7 separate regions of the Mus musculus genome follow, and all the other regions are linked to region 6. The links are chromatin contacts, called in public HiChIP or PLAC-seq and promoter capture Hi-C maps. All regions are on one chromosome and are shown on one strand. Each heading gives the region's core, a stretch centred on a gene start, on an enhancer-like site or on the middle of the called end of the contact. The rest is flanking DNA. Distances are from core to core; before and after follow the strand shown. Region 1 holds the start of Gak (cyclin G associated kinase). Region 2 holds the start of Tfip11 (tuftelin interacting protein 11). Region 3 holds the start of Idua (iduronidase, alpha-L). Region 4 holds the start of Cplx1 (complexin 1). Region 5 holds the start of Hps4 (HPS4, biogenesis of lysosomal organelles complex 3 subunit 2). Region 6 holds the start of Fbrsl1 (fibrosin-like 1). Region 7 holds the start of Cryba4 (crystallin, beta A4).

Region 1 (2,700 bases), core at 101-2,600, 1.8 Mb before region 6:
AAGCTGACTACAGAGCCTGTGTGAGGAAGCTACAAACTCAGACTGACCTCAAGACACAGAACTATGGAACTGTCTATCAAACAAGGTTCTTTTTGTTTGTTTGTTTTTCGAGACAGGGTTTCTCTGTATTGCCCTGGCTGTCCTGGAACTCTCTCTGTAGACCAGGCTGGACTTGAACTCAGAAATCCGCCTGCCTCTGCCTCCCCAGTGCTGGGATTAAAGGCGGGTGCCACCACGCCCGGCTCAAGCAAGGTTCTTAAAGGTTACAGCTACGGGCTCTGTTTCCTGTACCTTATACGAGGTCACTACAGAAAAAACTCAATAGGTGAGGCACTTAGGCTATAAAAGAAAACAAGACTGTAGGGCCCCAGTCTATCCTCTACCTCATCAAGCAAGGGAAGACTCTACAGGCCCCAGAACTCAGCAGCACAAACACTGCCATCTCAAGACAGTCCTCGGGATGCAACAACAACGCTGGATATGATACAATGAATAACAGCTTATGACCCCAGAGTGACTGTGCTCACCTTCTGACCTGACTCCACCTTTGAATCTTTCTGTATATGCCCCAGATACAGCTTTGACCCTAAGCAGAGGTGGTCCTTCCAGACCCAAGCCTCCTTTACTGGATAACCACCTGCTAGCATGACCCTTGTACTACTAACTCTACCCACCAGGAAGTAAGTGTGCAACCCGAAGCAGTCTATCCTCTGCAATCACCACCAAAGGCCTTAACCCACAAGCCCCTGTGGTCTCTCTTCCTGGCAAGACCCTTCTCCGACCTGATTCACACCCCAGCAGTGGCCCTTCATAGCGATGGCCTGATTTACATCCCAGCAGTGTCTTTTCCCGCAGACCCTGCCCGGAGAGATGACTCCCTGCGGCCCTGATCTGACCCACACCTCAGTCGTGACTCTCTAGGTCTCAGACTTGATTCACACCCTGGACACGATCCTCCTTGCTGCCCCTGCTTAAAGCGGTGACCGTCACGCGCCCTGACTCGAACCACACCCCAGCAGCGACCCTCCTGGGCTGCTCCTGCCTCCCGCGGCCTGGCGACGCCTTACGCCTCACCCTCGGCCAGGACCCGCCGCACCCGCAGACGCAGCTCGCCCAGCTCCACTGTCTGCCCCACGAAGTCACTCTGATCACGGCCCGCAGCTCCGCCAAGAGAACCAGGGCCCGCCAGGAAGTCCAGCGCAGACTGCAGCAGCGACATGGCGTCGGCCGCTCCGCGGCAGCGGGAGCCAGGCTCCAGCTCCGCACTGCCGGGTTAGCAGCTGCGGGCGAACAACCCGGCCATCTTCCGCCCGCGCCGTGACGTAAATCAGAGAGCGAGTTGCGTCCCGACGCTGCGGCCCCGCCCTGACGCAGCAGGCGGAAGGGCGCGTGTTTCTGCAGAGCCAGCAGCAGCAGCAGGCGCAGGCGCAGAGGGTGCGATCCTACGGACCTCAAGCTCCTAGGAGGCACGGAGGTAGGGCTGTCGCCATCTGACCCTAACCTCATCTGGTTGCTTCCGCTGGCCCAGGTCCAGCCTAGGTGGCTAGAGCGTCGCGGGACGTTGGGCGCGCGCTGCGGACCGCCCCAGAGCCCGCCGCTCGCGCCTGACGCCTCAAGGTAAAGCGAGGCCTGGAGCCCACCCTAAGTGTCCCTAATGCCCGGTTTAGGAGAGGAGGGTATCTTGCAGACAAGCAGCCAGCCTATGAGCCACAGACACTTATGTTTTGGTCCACACAGGTTTGGGGGAGGATGAACTAGTTGCTAGAATTAAGACCGAAAAACGTAGTTTTAAAAGGGGGCGGGAGAAAGCTTCACAACGTGTATACAAAAGTCACCTGGCAGCACTGGACGCAGAATCCCGTGTGATGTCAAACACTTAGAGCTGTCCATCTCAGGTGAGGCAAAGTCATGGGATTCCCCACTCGTCTCTGTACCTCCGAGGTTTCTGAAGCCATATGAAGTTGCAGAGCCTTGGGTAGAGTTTGTGCTTTTGGACTGAAAAATGGATCCTTAAGCCCAAATCAACATCTTAACTGTCCCAGGATTGTATGCTATTAAATACGCCTTGGGGGGGGGGGGGGCGCTACCTGCTCTTTAAAAAGTCAAGTAGAAAAGAAATGAAAGATTATCATTAGTATACAGTGAGGTACGTGGTAGGTGAGACAGTAGTTTCCTAGAAATGGTGAAGTGGAAGCTTTGGATAACACCTGGAGGAATAAAGAACTGATGAAGTAGAGATGGTACCTGTAGGTAACTGAGGAGATTTGTGAAGAAGAGTGTGGGAGCTGAAAGGGCAGTGTGGTGTTAACATGATCTTAGATGGGAGACTTGAGCAGCCTAAAGCCAATGGGAAAGAGTGAAGTCTTTCCAGTATAGTGGAGAGGAGTACTGTCTCAGAATAGTAGGACAGTCAAGTCACATCCAGATAGAGGATATGTAGTGTTGGTATAGAAATGGCACCTTTCTATAAGAGAATCACTTATAAGATGCAGGGAGGAGGAAGTAGCTACGGCTTGCAGTTGCAGGTAACTTTATGTTATTACTGGAATGAAGTTGAAGGGATTTTTTATTTTTTGGTGGCTTCAGATCTCATTATTTAGAAGGAAAATAAATCTGAAAGCAAAAGGAAAAAGTAGGGAATTGGAGGCTTGGTAGCCTTCAAGAGACCTAAAACATCATGAGAAACATCATGAACAATTC
Region 2 (2,700 bases), core at 36-2,535, 1.9 Mb after region 6:
AGATGCTTTCATTCACGTGACCATAAAACCCCAAGAAGGGACCCTGATCCCACAGTATCACATTGGCTCTGACGGACTCCCCAAGAGCCTCACTAACAAATCCTCCTGCATGTTTTTTGGTTAGGTTTTATTGCTGTATTGTAAAGACCATACCCAAGAGCAATTTGGGAAGGAAACTGATTTATTTGCTTTACAGATTACAGTCCAAAGACATTTTTAAAAAGAACTGAAGTAGAAGCCACGGAGGGAACGCTGCTTATTGGCTTGCTCCCTGTGCTTACAGCACCCAGGACCACAGGGGGAGGCCCCACCCACAATGGGCTGGGCCGTCCCACATCAATCATGAATCAAGCAAACGACACCAGTCTTGCCTACAGGCCATCCGATGGAAGCACCGAGTCCTTTTCCTAGATATCTCTAGTGTGTATCAAGCTGACAGGGGAAAACAAAAATAAGTCCAGCCAACAACAAAACCCACCAGGACCCAGCCTTTTAGGGTATTAGAGAAAACAAATTAGTTTCAGAACCAGAGATGGCACCAGACTATGTATAGATTTGTAAGATGTGTAAAAAGATGACATATGCTCTTTGTGGGTCGCGTTGGCACACGCCTTTAAGGCCAGCACTCAGGAGGCAGAGGCAGGCAGATCTCCCGAGTTCGAGGCTAACCTGGTCTACACAATGAGTTCCAGGACAGTCAGGGCTACACAGAGAAACCCTGTCTTTCTTTCTTTCTTTTTTTTGGGGGTGGGGGGTTTCGAGACAGGGTTTCTCTGTGTAGCCCTGGTTGTCCTGGAACTCACTTTGTATGTAGACCAGGCTGGCCTCGAACTCAGAAATCCACCTGTCTCTGCCTCCTAAGTGCTGGGATTAAAGGCGTGCGCCACCACGGCAGGATGAGAAACCCTGTCTTGAAAATTCACAAAACCAAAACCAAATCAAACCAACAAGAAACCCCAACTCCGTTCTTTCCCAGCGACAGAGAAATAACTAGAGCAAAGAGGAGAACAATAAAACTGCTTCCTGGAGAGAACTCGACATGGGGTCGCGAGGACATTTTAATCTCTCAGTGTCCTCGTGACGCTGGTAACGCCAAGTAAGACTCCAGTGCCTGGCGACGGCTCGCCCTGGAACGAGACGGCCACTCAGCCTCAGTTCCGATGGGAACCAGAAGCAGCGCGAGGCGGGATCACCGGCCCTTCCGGGTTGCAGACACGCCCCCTCCGGCGTGAAGTCGCTGCCGGGGCAACAGCGCGCCACTTCCGCCTCTGAGCGATGACGTATTTCCGATGCGCCGGTAAAGGCCACATCCGGGTTTGGGCTGGCGGGACCCTCGCAGATTCGGGGACGCTGGGCGAAGGCTGTGTGGCTCTCGCGGATGCTGAGCGAGGTGAGCAGGCGGCGGGGTGGCGTCCCGGGAGCGCGGGCTGAGGCTCCGAGGCTCCGTGACGACGGCTTTACGGTTTCCCTGCGCTCCGGGCCCGCTGCTGACATTGAGCTGAGCGTCTCCTGTCCCCTGTGCTGGGGAGGTGGCGGTGCTGTAATTGAGTGGGCCTAGGGCTTCCTGCTCCTTTGAGGAAACTCAACATGTGCTGGTTGCTGGGGTCGGAACCTGTTGAGTTTCGCCGGTGCATAGTGAGGAGGAGGAGGAGGAGGAGCAGCGGGGGGGGGGGGGAGCTGTTAGTCACCGCGGAGCCGTTTTCACGCTGTCAGTCACTGGTGTCACATAGTGAGGATGTTACTGTGCAATGCACACAGTGTCGGGTCGGGACCTTTGAATGTGATAACCACACTCACAGGTGTTCATAGAGGCGCGATTTAGACTCAGGCTGGGGTGTTAAGTGTTAATGATTTTCACAATCATTTTGAAGGATTCACTTCGCAGTCCTGACTTGTAATGAGTGTGAACCTGAAACCCGATCATGGAGTGGAAGAAGATGCTTTTTTTTTTTTTTCCTTTTTCCTCCCTTTCCCCCCGTTTCTGTTTTTTGTTTGTTTGTTTGTTTTGTTTTTTGTTTTTGTTTTCAAGACAGAATTTCTCTTTAGCAGCCAGCCCTGGCTGCCCTGGAATTTGCTTTGTAGACCAGGCTGGCTTTGAACTCAGACCCCCCTGGTCTCTGCCTCCCTACTGCTAGAGTCAAAGATGTAAGGGTGCTGTTTCTTGAGCACCTACTGGGAGCGGAGCTTTCGTTGTTGTTTTGTCGGTTTTGAGACCAGGCTGGCTTTGAACTTAGAGAGATGGATCTGCCTCTCTGCCTCCAAAGTGTTGGAGCTTTTGTTTTTCGAAAGTATCATCTTAATCAGTCCTTACAAGCTTCTCCTGGAACTGAATGAATGCAGTTATGAGAGAGAGAGATGAATAGCTACCTGGGTAGAACACTGTTTTTTCCCTACCCTCTAGGAGTGACTGCAAAGTGGCATTCAGAAAGACTGCAACCTTCCAGTACCGTAGAAGCCGTTCAGGGAAGGAAACCTTCAGTCCCGTGGAAATAGTATTTCAGAAAATGCTCTGAAGTTTCCCTGGAACTGCAAATTGGCTAGATACAACTTTTCCTGGAGAAGTAAAAAGACCAACCTGGTTTCTGAGGTAATAACATTTAGAGCTGTTGCTTCCTTTCTGTGGCATATGTGCCTGTCATTCTGTGGCCCCGCCCCACGCGTGCATGGTGATTGACTCTGACAAGGCATTGTGCGTTAGGC
Region 3 (2,700 bases), core at 178-2,677, 1.8 Mb before region 6:
TCTTAGAAAGAGACAAAAGTTTTCCATGGGATGCTCTGCTTGAAGGATGCTAGGAGAAAAGCGGATGACTAAGTAATGACCTAACAGGAATCTTCCCAGGCTCTCAATTTTCTCCACCTCAAAAGGTCTTGCCAGCTGCCTTCCCTGTAGGCTGAGACCGTCTTATGTTCCTGCAGGTGGAAGGCTCCTGCCCATACCCTTGTGAGGACAGCTACAACAACGCTGCTTAGAAGGGGCTCTGCACCCTCTTCTGGGTAACAGAACCTTGGGCTGCTATACATGAGGAGTTTGCTTAGGTTTCCTGATTCCACAGACCTAGGCTCAGGGGTCAAATCTGTGAGGGGTTCCTTGGATTCAAATCCTACTTTCATTATCTCTCAGTTCTGCAGAGATCCTAGGTCTAGCCTCCTATCTGTGGGTTTGCCTCCACTACCTTTACCTTCCCAGAATAGACTTAGACTTCAAACTATGCCTTCTATGACTTTCAGCCATAAAGTGAGTCAGAGGACCATCCTGCCTAGGCCACCTTTGTACGGCCTGGGGCATAGCTTCAGATATGCAGCTAAGTCAGTGTATACCTCACAGCCTCCATCTCAGTGGGACTCTGATATTTTAAGAGGGCAGATAGGACAGAGAAAAACAGGTGACCACTCCTATGTCACTACTAGCCCTGAGATCCCATGACAACCTTGCCATCCTCACTAGCAGAAGACACGCCTCTGTGAGGAGCTATGGCCTCAGTGATCCTGCCCAGAGCACACTAGTGTTCCCCAAATAGGGCAGGTTCATTGCTCCCACCTTCGGACCCTGGTCAGGTGACACTGTCAAAGGCCCAGATGTCCCCCACAGATTTGGGTCTCAGCTTCTTGTGAAGCTGCCTCTTCACAAGAGTAAGAATAAAAAGAGGGGCAGTCATGGAATTACCTGGAGAGCTGAGAAAGAGGTGCCATCCTCTGTCCTGCCCAGCCGGCTTGGCAGCTGGGTGGGAGCTGTGCTGGGACATGCCACAACTGTAAAGAAGGCTGGGCCTAGCTCTCCAAGCAGTTGAGCCTGAACAGAGCAGCATTAAATCCCTCTGTGCATCAGCATGCACTCGGGACAAGAATGCCCAGGACCCACAGCCAGCCACTCCTGCTGCCCCAGTCACTGACACGGGTCACTAGTGGGAGCCCCATTGCCCCAAGTCTCAGTCTTACCTTCATATCTCTATGCCCAGGCCCAACAACTGCCTCAGCACACACCTTGCCTCTTACAGCGCCTTTGCATTACAACAACAGCACTGCACTATGGCGACTCGGTCTCCACCTCCCACTAGGAAATCCTGAGATCTCAGGTCAAGAGAGGCCAGACCCAGGGTACCCCTCCTTCCTGACCTTAAAAGCAGGGTGTCACCTCCATAGGAAAGTCCTACTCAAACCAGAGTCTGTCTCTGTGCCCACCCACTGCCAAGAGGGACAGGTCTCAAAGGTCAGGGCAGTGTCCCGGGAAGGAGGGCATCGGCTCCTGGGAGCGGCCTTAGGACGCGGGGTGGACTCTCACCATCGCACAGGAAGCCAGCCAGTCCCCAGATGAAGTCCGAGCAGAGGTGGCAGAAGGTAGGCTTGGTGAGTGTCACCTTGCGAAAGCTGTGGCCAGGTGCTGCGGAGCCAATAGCTCTGCTAGTCCGCTCCGGCCCTGACCCCGGGCGTGTGCGGCCCGAGATGCCCAGCACTGGACTGCCGGCCGGGCTGCCAAGACGTGGGGAACCACTGCCCGGCCAGGTCCGGGCACCGGGCTCGGCTGCCGCCGCCATCCACAACCCGAGCGCCCCAGCTCCAAGCGCACGATAAAGCCAGGTCCGCGGTGTAGAGAGGGCCCTCGGCAGAGCCCGCTCCCGGCTTCCGACTGCGCTACCTAACGCGCAGGCTCACGTGGGCGGGGCCAGACTGGAGAGGGCCTCCTGAGGGGCGGTGCCGTCCTGCCAAAGGCGGGGCCTCTGGACTAGACAGAGGGGCATGGTGGCCCAAGAGGATTTGTTCTGACCTCCAGCGCCAGATTCTCCACACAGGATACTAGATATATGAGGCCTTTGCTCGTATAAGCATAGGAGAAGCTATATGGAAACATTCAGTGGGACTTCCACAAGCTCCTTTAACCCCTAATTCTACGCGCGCGCGCGCGCGCGCACACACACACACACACACACCCTCACACACACCATGGCAAAACTTTCTCCCACTGTGTTCCCAGGTCTTTGAGTACCTGCATGCAAGGGAAGGCCATCCACAGTAACCATAGCTTTGTGTTGTCCAGACAATGCCTATGACTTTGGACCTAGGAGTCATTCTGCCTCTATTGTCAGCAGCCCTCAAGGGCCCTGCTTCTATAGGCCGACTCTGTTTTGGAGTTGGGGAAACACTACTGGAATGGTGATCCAAAAAGTTCCTGGCCTCTAGCCTATTCCCAGTAGCCACAGAGTGCATCAAGGGAAGGAAACAGCGACGAGAGAGCTCTGTGTGTATGAGGACATCCTGGTCTATCTAGTGAGTTCTAGGATAACTGAGGCTATGTAGAGAGGCTCTGTCTTTTAAAAAAATATATATTTATTTTATTTTATCAGTATGATTGATTTGCTTACATTTTGTCTGTGCCTGGTGTCAGAGGAGGTCAGAATAGAAAACTGGATTTCCTGGAACTGGAGTTACAGATGTTTTTGAGCTG
Region 4 (2,700 bases), core at 77-2,576, 1.9 Mb before region 6:
TAGGGTGAGAGGCTTTGTTCCCACACCCAGACCAGGATGGCAGGGTTCAGAGCCCAGCCAAACCAACAGTTATCTTGCTTCTTCTGGGGTTTCTGAAGGAAGCTTTTAGATGCCACTGCAGCTCACAACCTGGGGCCACCAGTTACTGGAGACTGGCGCCAGCCTCCTCAAGCGGGGGTGGAGCCCAGGGGGCATTTGAAGGTCAATGCTCCGCTGTAGCACCCAGGTTCTGGCTGCTCAGCCTCCTTGGCAGTTTTGGAGCTGTGGGGCAGGGGTCCCTCTGGGGAAGAATTGGAGAGACAAGTCCATGAATGTCCCTCAGGAAAGGTCCTTATGACTTCTGACTAGTCTCAACTATATCTGTCTCTAGAGAGACTCTGGAGGCCCACAGCAGAACTGGCCCTGGATGGAGTCCCCGTCTTCCAGTGGGAGGGGAAACAGATGACCCACTCCTGCTTCTGCATGGGGTAGGGCAACCCAAGTCAGAATGCCCAGCGTGGACTAAAGTGCCAGCAGCATTTAGAAAGGTGCTTTCTGTAATGCCAACAGCTGCAAAGACATCCCTCTTTGTAGAGTCTTTCCTATCAGGGAACCTGGTCCTGAGGGATCCAGTGTTTCACAGGTTTCTCTCTGCGGAATGAGACCCGAAGGGGTGCCAGGCAGGAAGAGTGTCCGAGAAGCTAGGGGTTCAGGGATGCCTTTGCAGCAAAGCCAATTGCCTTCTAAACTTCTCTCTGTTTCCGGGAATCGGGGGATGGGGGCTCCGCAGGGCCAGCTGTAGAGAGGCTAGGACGCTGCGGAGATTCCGCAAAGACCAAGGCATCCCGTTCTCTCGCGGCCGCCGCACCCTTTGCTTTGCTGGGCGAGGTGCCCGACCGGAGCACGGCCTCAGGCCGGAGCGCGCCAGGGAAAGAAGAAAGAAAGAAAGAAAGAAAAAAGATGCCTATGGGAAAGGGAATCAAGGGCCGTTTCAGCACCTCACGATGGACAGCGCCTTTCAGGCTGAGCAACCTTGGGTCTGAAAGACAAGGAACCAAGAGTAGGGGAACCTAGGATATGGGTAGGAGACCCACGGCTAGAAAGCGGGGATCCAGAAAGGGAAGCCCAGGAGTCGGGAAGAAAACTGGGCTGGGAAGGGGAAAGGAGGGAGCCGGTTAAGGTCGGACTGGCTGCTAGGGCGCCGGTTACCTTCCAAGGTGGACGATCAACAGCAGCGCGCTCTCAGGCCGGCGGGGTCCATGTGGCGCTCTGTGCTGCTGCGGCGGCTGAAGGACACCGCGAGGAGGGCGCGTCACTCAGAGGCGCCCCCGCCCGCGTCCCGCATGACGAGGAGGGCGGGGCTCGGCGGAGGTAGGGGGGGCAGCCGCGCCCCCGGTTCCCAGATCCTGGCCTGGCGCGCGCGACAGCTGCATTAGGGGCCCCTCTTTGGCCTGGGCCACTCTCTCCACACCGGCTTGGAGACCCTCCTGAAGTCCTACTGAAGCGCCCTCCTGAAACGCTGGGAGAATGCAGGGATGGGGTCACCATCCCTAATCTACCAACCACGTTTGCTCCTGACCGGGTTTCTTTGCTCTTTGCTGGCAGGGCGGGAGAAGGCGAGCACAGCCCGAGACCCCCGATCGAGCAAGATAGGCCCACACATCCAGGCTTCTCCGGTGTGCAGAGCCGCCAAATGTGGCTTTGGTGGGATAGAAACCCCAGTCAGTCAGGGACGCCTGAAGGTCACTGCGGACATGGATGGGCGGGGGCTCCTGGGAGACAGCCACAGCCCCGCCTCTAGGCCGCCCCTTCCCCTGGCACCGGGATTTCAACTCTGCGGCAGCTGCACTGCAGAGCCCAGTGGCCACAAGGTTGGCCTGGTATCCCTGCAGTTATCCTGGGGGGCTTCTGTGAGGCAATCGTCTTCGCAGAAGTCAGAGCATGTGGGGACACCTAAGCTGTTTTTTATTCTGGCTAGCCAGGTGGTAATTCCTGACCCGCAGAGTCTAGTGCTGATGGCCATTGCTTTAACTGTTAATGTTCCTCCTGGCTGAGTCATTCTTAAGGATTAGGTTGTTCTTGACCTTCACCCAATTCAGTGAAACTTCTTGCCTCATGAGTATTCCCCCTTCACCAACATTCCAAAGCTGCCCCAGGGTGCTTGGTGGCTTGAATTCGAGGGCTAGGGGTGGGGAGTAAGGGAGGGTCCATTCCAGACTTGCTTTTATCAGTTTTTGTTCCTTTGACCTAGCAGATTCAAAGTAGAAGAGACCAGGAACGGAGCTGGAGTGGAGACAAGAAGAGAAAGTGTTAAGCCCCACACCTTCTGCCCTGACTTCAGCCTGGGGCCCTGGAGTTAAGGATACTGTCTGATCCCACTGGTGAAGTGCCTGCACTGCACACAGGCATATGCCTAGGAGGAGAGGATCATTTAGGAAGTTGGGCATGACTCACATCAGACACAGAAGAGTTAAGTCTCCCAGTGCCCTTCCTACTGGCACTGTCCATCTCAGTTCACCCACCACACTCATGGTAAGGTTGGTTGATGCCCAGAGCCTTGTTCAGGCCCAGGACTGATGTCCTGTGGAATGGGGTCACCTGCACACAGATGTGCCCAGTCTGGCTCATTCTGTGTTTTCGGAGTCTATAGTAGCTAGCAAAAGCAAGGGCCACAGCAAGACAGACTCATTACTTCTCACCTGCTTTTCTTCTCCCCGCCAC
Region 5 (2,700 bases), core at 127-2,626, 1.9 Mb after region 6:
GATTCTCTATGCTCAGGAGTGATAACCACACCCCTGGAAGGATGCTGGGAGAAGCAGGGCATTCTGGGAGATTCTGAAGCAGCTGAGGAAACAATGACTATCTGGTGTGCGCCTTGAAGAGTTCAGGTCCTAGACACCTATGTCTCACTAATCTCGAGACTTTAAGGCACTGCTTGCTTCTATCTGTCCTCTCAGCTGCACCGCCAGTAATTTATGTTCAGAGGTAACTTCTGGGTCACCAATGCTTTTTAAGTGTAACTTGCCCCCCTCATCACAGCCCTTCTGACCCATACAAAATGCTACCAACATTTCTAACTTAGCCCTGTAAGACCAAAACTAGAAAAGGCAAGAACACGGTGTAGCCTGTGTATGGTGGGCACCGTCTATGTGCCCTGTAAGAAGGTACAGACCAAGTGCTGGGGAGATGGATGTAACATAATAGAGTACATGATAATGATTAGGTGGAAGCATGGGGTTTGAAGTCACCAAGGCCTGGGCCTGAAACAATGATCTTTGTATGTCTCTCGGAGTGCCCAGGATTCCAGTGAGCCTGTGAAATACATAGGCTGCAAAAGTCTGCGCACACAGCTGCTGCTCAGTAAACCATTGATGCAAATGTTGACATCTGTGTTTGCTGCAACCTCGATTTACAATACGGATAATAACCAATGTGGTGTGTGGCCCACAGCAAAGACGGGATATCCTCCAATTCAGGGCTGCTGGGCTAGCCTAAGCTATAGTACAAGATCCCGCCTCCAAATCCAGAGCTGATGATTTATAGGGTAAAGGTTCTTGCCACCAAGCCTCACATTTGAGTTTGATTGTCCTAACCTATGCAGTGAAAGCAGAGGTCTTCTGAGCACCTTCTGACACCCTCCTCCCCCACCTCGAGCTTGGGTGCCAGGGAGTGCTCTACAGTCACATCACACAATCCTCTGAGCATCCCTACGTAATGCTTAAACCCCCATCTCAAAGGTGGCAGACAGGGACACAGGATGATAAACTGCCGCAGCCGCAGCGAATGGGAATGGCAGCTTTACTGAGAGCTTGCTACAGTGACACCGGAGGGAGAACTCAGCCTTTCCCAGCGGGTTGGCACACCCATTTCCAGGTTAGGGACACTGAGGCTGGAGTTGCCTCTCGGCGCTGCACTCACTCGGCCTCCCGCAGGCGGCGTAGCACCGCTTCGCCGTCCGCCTCCGGCTCGGCCCGGGGCCCCTCGCCCGGCCGCGGTCGCCTTCCCGCCGCGCGCTTCCTCCTCCGCGGAGCCACCGCGCTCCAGGGCTCGAGAGCCGCCGCCGCCATGCTCTGACGTCAGCAGAGTGCGCCAGAGCGGCCGCCGTGCCGCCGACGTCACAGGCTGCGTCACACCTCACGTCATCGCCAAGCCCCCACCGGCGGGAGGTGGGTCCGCGCGTGATCGCGGGGCTGCCGGGCGGGCGCAGGTATCGGGGGTTTTCCCGCGGGCGGCCAGACAGAGCCCGGGGTCCCGGTGGGCGGGCGGGCGGGCGAGCCTGATCCACGCGATCGGGCCGCAGGGTTCGGGGCTCCTGACCAGCGAGGGACTTCCCTCCGTCCCCGCGCGCACCCGCACTGTCCCCCTGCCTGTACTCTTAGGGTGTCATGGCCTCTTTAGGTCCCTTACACAATCACTGACCTCATCGGGACCTTTGAGAACTCGCTGTTAGGTCCTCCGAGCAGGCCTCAGGGAATGGGAGGGGTGGTTCCAGGAACAGAGATGCCCTGCACAGTGTGCTCGCCCTGTGTTTGCTGCAGAACGAGGTGTGTGTAGTTGAGGTGACTGATATTTAAGAGGCCTTTTCGGGTTCGTGGGGGATGCCCCTCGGGCACTTCCTTCTTCCTAAGAGAGTTTACTCGCTTTTAAGAGAGGGTCCTGCTTTGTAGCCATAGCTTGCCTGGAACTCAGCAATCTGCCTGTCTATTTCCAGTGCGCTGGGATAAAAGGCCTAAACTACCATGCCTGGCTCCCTCCCTAAGAGACTTCAACGTACTATTTCCACAGGTGGCAGATTGTGGCCAGCTTTAGAGATCCTGTCCTTGAAGGAATTAACCAGAAAAGTGGGATTAAGACTATAGTCTTAATGAAGCCAGGTGGTGGTGGCGCACACTTTTAACCCCAGCACTTGGGAGGCAGAGACAGCCTGAGTCTACAGAGTGAGTTCCAGGACAGCCAGGGCTATACAGAGAAACCCTGTCTCGAAAAAACAAACAAACAAATAAACAAAACAAAACAAAGACTATAGATGAAAATGACGGAAGGCTTGTCAAGGAAAAGGATTAAATTATTTTTGTGTTTCCTCCCAGTGTTATCCACACAGTGAAATAAGACTGTCAGAAAATTTCAGCCTCGTGGATAGTAATTTTAATGCCTGTACCACCTGTTTCTGGACAGTTCTCTTGGAGGAGCGAAGAATCAGAGTGAGGCCAAGACTCTTTTCTGGCAGAGTATTCCATGATACACTGAGTTGTCTTCCCCTCTGTCAAAGTTCTCTCTTGCACTCTGAAGGGCTGCGCACATTCTGATTAGGCTCCTGAGTGCCAGTTCCTTAATTTTGGGACCATTTGACTGGTGTGGTCCCTTACACCCAGTACCTTCTACACTCGTCGTCTGGTTTCCCTTCTGCAAAGCTATTTTCTGCTGAAAAAAAAAAAAAGGCCTTTGAAGTATCTGCTACCCGA
Region 6 (2,700 bases), core at 163-2,662:
CTCAGCTCTACAGACCCGGCAGACCCCAGGGTTAGAATATGAACTTGGGGAAAACTCCATTTAGATATCCAATGACCAATTCCCCTTTCTCAAGCTTGGCCTGAAACTGGGAAATCGCAGGTATCAGTCAGGGCAAGAGTGAATAGGGTCGCAGTAATCCCTGCGACCACAGCCCAGCAGATGAGATGTGGTCCCCAAAGTTTTCACCCAGACAGAGATCTCTGCATTGCTAGGGGTTTGAAGGTTCTGCTAGTGCCCTGAAGGCCTGACCAGCATTTTCAACCACTTGAGTTCCAGAGACACAGTGACTACTCACTCACTCACTGACCATTTCTCTCACTTCCTTCTCTTCTACTAACCTGAGTTCAGGTCGGAAGGACACTTTGCTCAGCAAATACTGTGCACGACAACTCAGTCAAACACGTAGTATTCTTAGCAAATCTATTACCTATACCCATGCAATGATCACCAAGAAGGGTTTGCCAGTTGACTCCCGGTTCCCTCCAAAGAACCCTTAAGAGATCATAGGACAGGAAGAATCCCAAGTGTCCATTTTATCGTCGCTGCCTCCCCGAGGCCCAACAATGTCCAAATCCCCAGCTGGTCCCGGACGCAGCGATAACTTGGCAACAAGTAACGATCGCTGCAAAGCCCGCTTAGGTGGCGTGGTTTAAGTCCTCCCACACACCCCTCACTCCAGGTCCTCTTCCTGGCAAGGTTGCAGCGCGGGGCCAGGAGGCATACGTATGCGTTTCCTTGGTCCCGGGTCTGGCCTTCCAGCCCACCTACCTCCAGGGCCTCCAGGGTGCTGAAGCTGGCTATAGCGAAGCCGTCAATAACCTCCTCCTCCTGCGAGCTGGACTCGCGGCGACGGCGCCGCGGGGGGCGCGCAGCGCGCAGAGGCGTAGGGCGCTGAGGCGGCGCGCCGTGGAGTCCCGCGTTCTCCTTGCCAGGACTGGGCTCTGGCTCCTCACCCGACGACGGGCTCTGGGCGCGGGCGTCCCGGGCGGCTTCCCGACGCCGGCCGCGATCTCGCTGCGCGCGCGAACGCCGGCTTGGCCGGACCTTGGCCTCCATGGCGGCGCCGCGGCGGTGACCTTGGCGCCCCGCACCGCCTGCTACGCCGTGCCGCCGGGCTGCGAGGGCGCCGCGCGGGCTCGGGGCCGGGGCGGGCTCGGGACCGGGGCGGGCATGCCGGGCGCGGGCTCTCAGCACCGGACGCCGCGCGGGCTAGGACCCCGGGTCCCGCGCATCGGAGTGCGGCGGTCTCTCGGCGACCCTAGACCAGGTCCCCAGGGACACGGCCCATGGCGACCGGCGGGCAGCGGCAGAAGGCGGCGGGTGGCGGAGCTTCTGAGCACCGGGACCGTGAGGCAGACACAGTAGTGGCAGCGACCAGAGCGGATAACAACTGACGCACTTCCGCCGGGCCGGAGTGCCAGAGGAAGCGGGCGCAGCTGGGGGAGGCTGACCCGTCGACTCCGCCCCACCCTGGCCCCGCCCTGACCCCGCCCTTCCGGACTAAATGGCTCTGCGCTGAGCGGGCCCTCGCCCTTTCACGTTAAGCCCCGCCCCCGAAAGGGGGGAAGCTTTCCCTTTGCTCCGCCCCTGCAACAGGCCACACCCGTTTGCGCACAGCTCTTTAGAATTCCGACCCCCCGACCCTGTCAGATCACGCCCCATTCTTCCCGGCTCCACCTCTCTTGTCTACGCTTTCTCAGTTCCTTAAGCCCCGCCCTTGCCTTCCGGTCCTGCTCACCTGTGCAGGTCGCTGAGCCTAGTCATGGTCAGATCCCTCCTACTTCATGCCTCGCCTTGTTGACCACGCCTACTAGGCAATTAGTGCTCGCCTACAAGTACTGCCCAGCCACCTACAGCGAGTTTGTGGCGATCAGCGCCTCCCCTTCCGCCCTTCCCGTAGGAGGTGATGGGTCTATGCACCTACAGTAGCTTGGGGCAAACTGAGTGGAAGCACGTGAGAGAGAGTAGGTAGGTTGGTGCTGGGGGCTCACTGTGCTGAAGTCCTAGAGGCAGCGCGTACGTCATCGTCCACCTGCAAGCCCTCAAGCCCAGTTTCACTCTGGTCCCCATGCAAAATTAGGTAGCGCCCTGAAAACCAAACCCTCCAGTCTCAAGTAGTCTTTCCTTAGAGACCTGCCTACACTAGTCCAAGGACTTGGGGACCGCCGATAGGAAGTACAAAACTAGACAAAACCGTGAGTTTCCTCAGCAACTTCCCCAGTTGGGATGCCCTGGAGCTGGGCACGAAGTCTCAGCAATTCCTCCAGTGAGAACATTTGACATGAAGAGAAGGGAGGTGTCACAGCTTGGGCATTGGGCACTGAGTGAAAAGTGACATTGAGCCATGCCTACATCTGGGCAGCAGAGGCCCTGAAAGGAAGCAGACACGACTGAAGAATGCCCCTGGACAGGACCTCAAGTGCACATTTTCTGGCTCCTGAGATGGCCACAGGCTCTCTGCCAAGACGTCCCTTGGGGCATCTGGGAACGTGGCCTATCATCCACAAGTGTGCTCTTTCACTTAACAACACGGGGACCAACACACCTGCCAGCCTACCTGCCAGCCTTCCCTCTTCTTCCCATTCCAGATTTTATTACAAAACTACTCAGAGCTAGCATCTAACTAGCTAAAGAACCCTGTTGGAAAGACGCAGAACCAAGGCAGCTCCTCATTCCTGC
Region 7 (2,700 bases), core at 189-2,688, 1.8 Mb after region 6:
ACTCAGCTGTGAATTCATGCCGTCGGCCCTGGAAGCCTTCTTCATCCCACACCACCATCTGTGCAGGAAAGAAGGAGGGAATCTGTGGACATCAAGGTTTGGCGAGCAGAGAGGATCTTACCCTGGACTCAGAGTGAGTCAAACAGGTAAAGCAGAGGTCACATGCCTCCAGGGCCAGGTGGGTGAGCAAGGTGGACCGTGGGATCCTGGACAGCACAATTTTGTCTCCACCCTTGACTGTCATTAGGTAAGAAAACAAGCAGAGCTTCCATTTCCCAAAGCCTTCATCAAAGGCTTTTATGTGGCTCCGCTATATTATTTTTTGTGAGACAAGATCTCGCAAGACCCAGGCTGGCCTTGAGCCTACGAGCTTCCTTCTGCCTTTACTTCCCCAATGCTAGGGCAGGCATAAGCTATCACACCCAGATTTTAGTTTCCCTTTGCAAAGCCAAGCACGGCCAGAGAAGCACAGTAGAATGATTGTGTGCCAGGACTCAAGGGTGGGGACCAACTCGGGTTGCGTGCCTCAGGCAGGTTGCCCCCTAGTCTGAGCCTTGGGCTCAAGGCAGTCAGTAGCCCTCCTGCAGGATGATGGGGTTCAATGAAGTTGTTGTAAGAGGTTCTTAGATGTCGACTTCCTTCCCTCCCCTCCCAGGGTACTCCCTACCCTCCAGTGTCCAGCTGACTTGGTGCACTGCAGGGTCATGTTGGCACGGTCCTACAGAGAGAAGAACACAGTCACCTTCCATCTGGTTCCCAGCAGCATCTCTGACTGAAGGCTGACTTGGACAGTGTCAGAATCAAGATGGGTCTGGGTATCCCAGGACGGGGGCGATCCTTCTCCCACCCCACCCACGTGCAAACAGCACCAATCTCAGCCACATCTGGGTGCCATTGTCTCCAGCCCAGCTCACAGTGGACTGCAGTGCCAGATGAGTGGAGAGAGGTGGATGAATCACACACATGCACACACAGACACACACCCACATGCACATGTGCACAATCACACACATACACAAGTTCACACATGCACACTCACACACATGCACACATACATACAGGCACATACATACATGCATACATACATACATACATACATACATACATGCATGCGCACACACACACACACACACACACACACACACACACACAAGTGAGTGCACACACACACCAAAACAAAGTGCAGTGCTAGCCTAGTGCGTGGCTCTCATAGTGGACACACAGGTCACAAAATGATAGGGGAGGGGGATCTTGGCATTTAACTAAGAGTCACAGGCAGCAGTCTGACACACTTGTAGACTTCCTGGGATGTGATGGCATTCAGGGTTAGCCAGTGACATCCCCAAGATTGATATTGTAGGATGATGCCACCAGAGAGCTCGGCCCCACTCCTGTCTCCCTCTCATACTTACCAAGAAGGGCCCAGAGCACACGTCAGAACCAGAACCAGACAAGGTCAGGGCTCTTATAGGCAGGAAAGGAACAGGGGCCCCAAGGGACAAACACAGACTCAGCAAGCCAGAGATAGAAACAAAAGCCAGTCCTGGCCAAGGCCCAGAGTGGACATGTCAGCAGCTCTGCCTTTAGTGGGGAAGGACTGGTGGCTTGCCCAGGGTCAGCACTAGGGAATATGAGGGGTAGATAGCCTATTTCCATTGGTTCCACAGGACTCCTGTCCAGGACTAGGGACCCAACATCATCTTGATGGTGGGTGTCCTTCTGTCTGTCTGCATGATAGGACAGACAGAAGCCAGATCATAGAGTTCTGTGCCTGCCCTCCTCCTTCACCTCACCTGCCCCTGCCTCTTCTAGCTGGACGTCACACTTTCACTTGAGGATACTCTTTGAAAAAGTGGAAACAATGTATACAGTAGCTTGGAAGTAACCGGTTCTAAGCAAAACCCTGGGGGCCTGGAGCAAGGGCTTTGGATAACAAATACCCAGCAGTACAACTCTTCTCAGGAGGTGAGAGTGGTGGTCAGGGCTAGAACCCATGCACTCCACAAGGCAGAAGCATCCAGGGCTGTGCATGCAGAAGCAAAGGGCGGGGCGGGGGGGGGGGGGGCGCTGCAGCTTGCTAGCATGCTTCCCAAAGCAGTGCATGCCAGATAAGCACCCAAAGCATATGGAATCCCCTGATCCCTGCCTCTGAGGGGTCCTGTTGCAGGAGAGGGTAGCATGGCAGGAGCGGCTTGTGGTAAAACTCAGCCTTGCTACTGGGTGACCCAGATAAAGAGCGAGTCCTTTGATGGCCAGGAAAATAGCAACATCTCTTCCTTCCTGGGATGTCAGAACAGTTGTCTCACGTTCAGGGCGTGGCGAAGGGTGGACCGGAAGGGTGGACCGGTGCAGTCTCCACAGCCAGTAGCCTGTGTCTGCATCCCGTGCCTGGGGGCTAATTACTTTTGAGCAGGTTCCCAGTGAATGCCTCTAAGCCTCAGTTGTGCTGTGAAATAAAAAAGACAAAGCTCAGTGGGGTACCTCCAAGCCTGACTTTAATCCTCAGGACCACAGGGTAGTAGGGAGAACTGACTCCTGAAAGTTACCCTCTGACCTTCTGACCTCCATGTGAGTGCACACACACACACACACACACACATGCTCTCTCACACCCTCACACTCTCACACACTCATACACTCACACAGTCTCACACACACTCACACACACACACTCACATACTCTCTCACACACTCTCACAC

The links. Promoter capture Hi-C pulls out the DNA fragments that hold promoters and counts their contacts. HiChIP or PLAC-seq counts read pairs in DNA pulled down with a chosen protein or histone mark. Capture Hi-C pulls out chosen DNA fragments and counts their contacts.
Region 1: a promoter capture Hi-C map of pre-B cells shows a contact between it and region 6, with 5 times the contacts expected there. The contact joins the promoter of Gak here to the promoter of Fbrsl1 in region 6. A contact is called at or near these places in 8 of 39 promoter capture datasets (the C10 cell line, cranial neural crest, frontonasal cranial neural crest and 4 more) and 1 of 9 other capture datasets (liver).
Region 2: a contact with region 6 is called in an H3K27ac HiChIP or PLAC-seq map of thymic regulatory T cells, with 8 times the contacts expected there. The contact joins the promoter of Tfip11 here to the promoter of Fbrsl1 in region 6. A contact is called at or near these places in 4 of 39 promoter capture datasets (frontonasal cranial neural crest, liver, maxillary cranial neural crest and 1 more), 1 of 115 datasets of contacts at active chromatin or transcription factors (thymic regulatory T cells) and 1 of 9 other capture datasets (adipose tissue).
Region 3: a promoter capture Hi-C map of liver shows a contact between it and region 6, with 2.5 times the contacts expected there. The contact joins the promoter of Idua here to the promoter of Fbrsl1 in region 6. A contact is called at or near these places in 4 of 39 promoter capture datasets (cranial neural crest, hippocampal neurons, liver and 1 more) and 2 of 9 other capture datasets (adipose tissue and liver).
Region 4: a promoter capture Hi-C map of liver shows a contact between it and region 6, with 2.3 times the contacts expected there. The contact joins the promoter of Cplx1 here to the promoter of Fbrsl1 in region 6. A contact is called at or near these places in 2 of 39 promoter capture datasets (hippocampal neurons and liver).
Region 5: a promoter capture Hi-C map of adipose tissue shows a contact between it and region 6, with 3 times the contacts expected there. The contact joins the promoter of Hps4 here to the promoter of Fbrsl1 in region 6. A contact is called at or near these places in 3 of 39 promoter capture datasets (hippocampal neurons, liver and pre-B cells) and 1 of 9 other capture datasets (adipose tissue).
Region 7: a promoter capture Hi-C map of pre-B cells shows a contact between it and region 6, with 3 times the contacts expected there. The contact joins the promoter of Cryba4 here to the promoter of Fbrsl1 in region 6. A contact is called at or near these places in 9 of 39 promoter capture datasets (the 3T3-L1 cell line, 3T3-L1-derived adipocytes, the HPC-7 cell line and 5 more) and 1 of 115 datasets of contacts at active chromatin or transcription factors (thymic regulatory T cells).

The regions. Positions count from the first base shown.
Region 1 is chr5:108,628,427-108,631,126 of GRCm38.p6, forward strand. It overlaps Gak (cyclin G associated kinase), which reads right to left and starts at 1,351. Exons shown (of 28, transcript NM_153569.2): 1 at 1,075-1,351. The coding sequence starts at 1,219. It overlaps Tmem175 (transmembrane protein 175), which reads left to right and starts at 1,384. Exons shown (of 11, transcript NM_001163532.1): 1 at 1,384-1,474.
Region 2 is chr5:112,325,084-112,327,783 of GRCm38.p6, forward strand. It overlaps Tfip11 (tuftelin interacting protein 11), which reads left to right and starts at 1,286. Exons shown (of 14, transcript NM_018783.4): 1 at 1,286-1,390; 2 at 2,402-2,587.
Region 3 is chr5:108,658,904-108,661,603 of GRCm38.p6, forward strand. Idua (iduronidase, alpha-L) reads left to right here and starts at 1,428. Exons shown (of 15, transcript NM_008325.4): 1 at 1,428-1,595. Dgkq (diacylglycerol kinase, theta) reads right to left here and starts at 1,927. Exons shown (of 23, transcript NM_199011.2): 1 at 1,540-1,927. The coding sequence starts at 1,792.
Region 4 is chr5:108,548,701-108,551,400 of GRCm38.p6, forward strand. It overlaps Cplx1 (complexin 1), which reads right to left and starts at 1,327. Exons shown (of 4, transcript NM_007756.3): 1 at 1,189-1,327.
Region 5 is chr5:112,341,719-112,344,418 of GRCm38.p6, forward strand. Hps4 (HPS4, biogenesis of lysosomal organelles complex 3 subunit 2) reads left to right here and starts at 1,377. Exons shown (of 14, transcript NM_001359853.1): 1 at 1,377-1,445; 2 at 2,326-2,700. It overlaps Srrd (SRR1 domain containing), which reads right to left and starts at 1,322. Exons shown (of 7, transcript NM_001359388.1): 1 at 1,157-1,322. The coding sequence starts at 1,305.
Region 6 is chr5:110,447,091-110,449,790 of GRCm38.p6, forward strand. Fbrsl1 (fibrosin-like 1) reads right to left here and starts at 1,413. Exons shown (of 19, transcript NM_001142642.1): 1 at 790-1,413. The coding sequence starts at 1,077.
Region 7 is chr5:112,251,080-112,253,779 of GRCm38.p6, forward strand. Cryba4 (crystallin, beta A4) reads right to left here and starts at 1,439. Exons shown (of 6, transcript NM_021351.2): 1 at 1,413-1,439; 2 at 668-718; 3 at 1-58. The coding sequence starts at 706.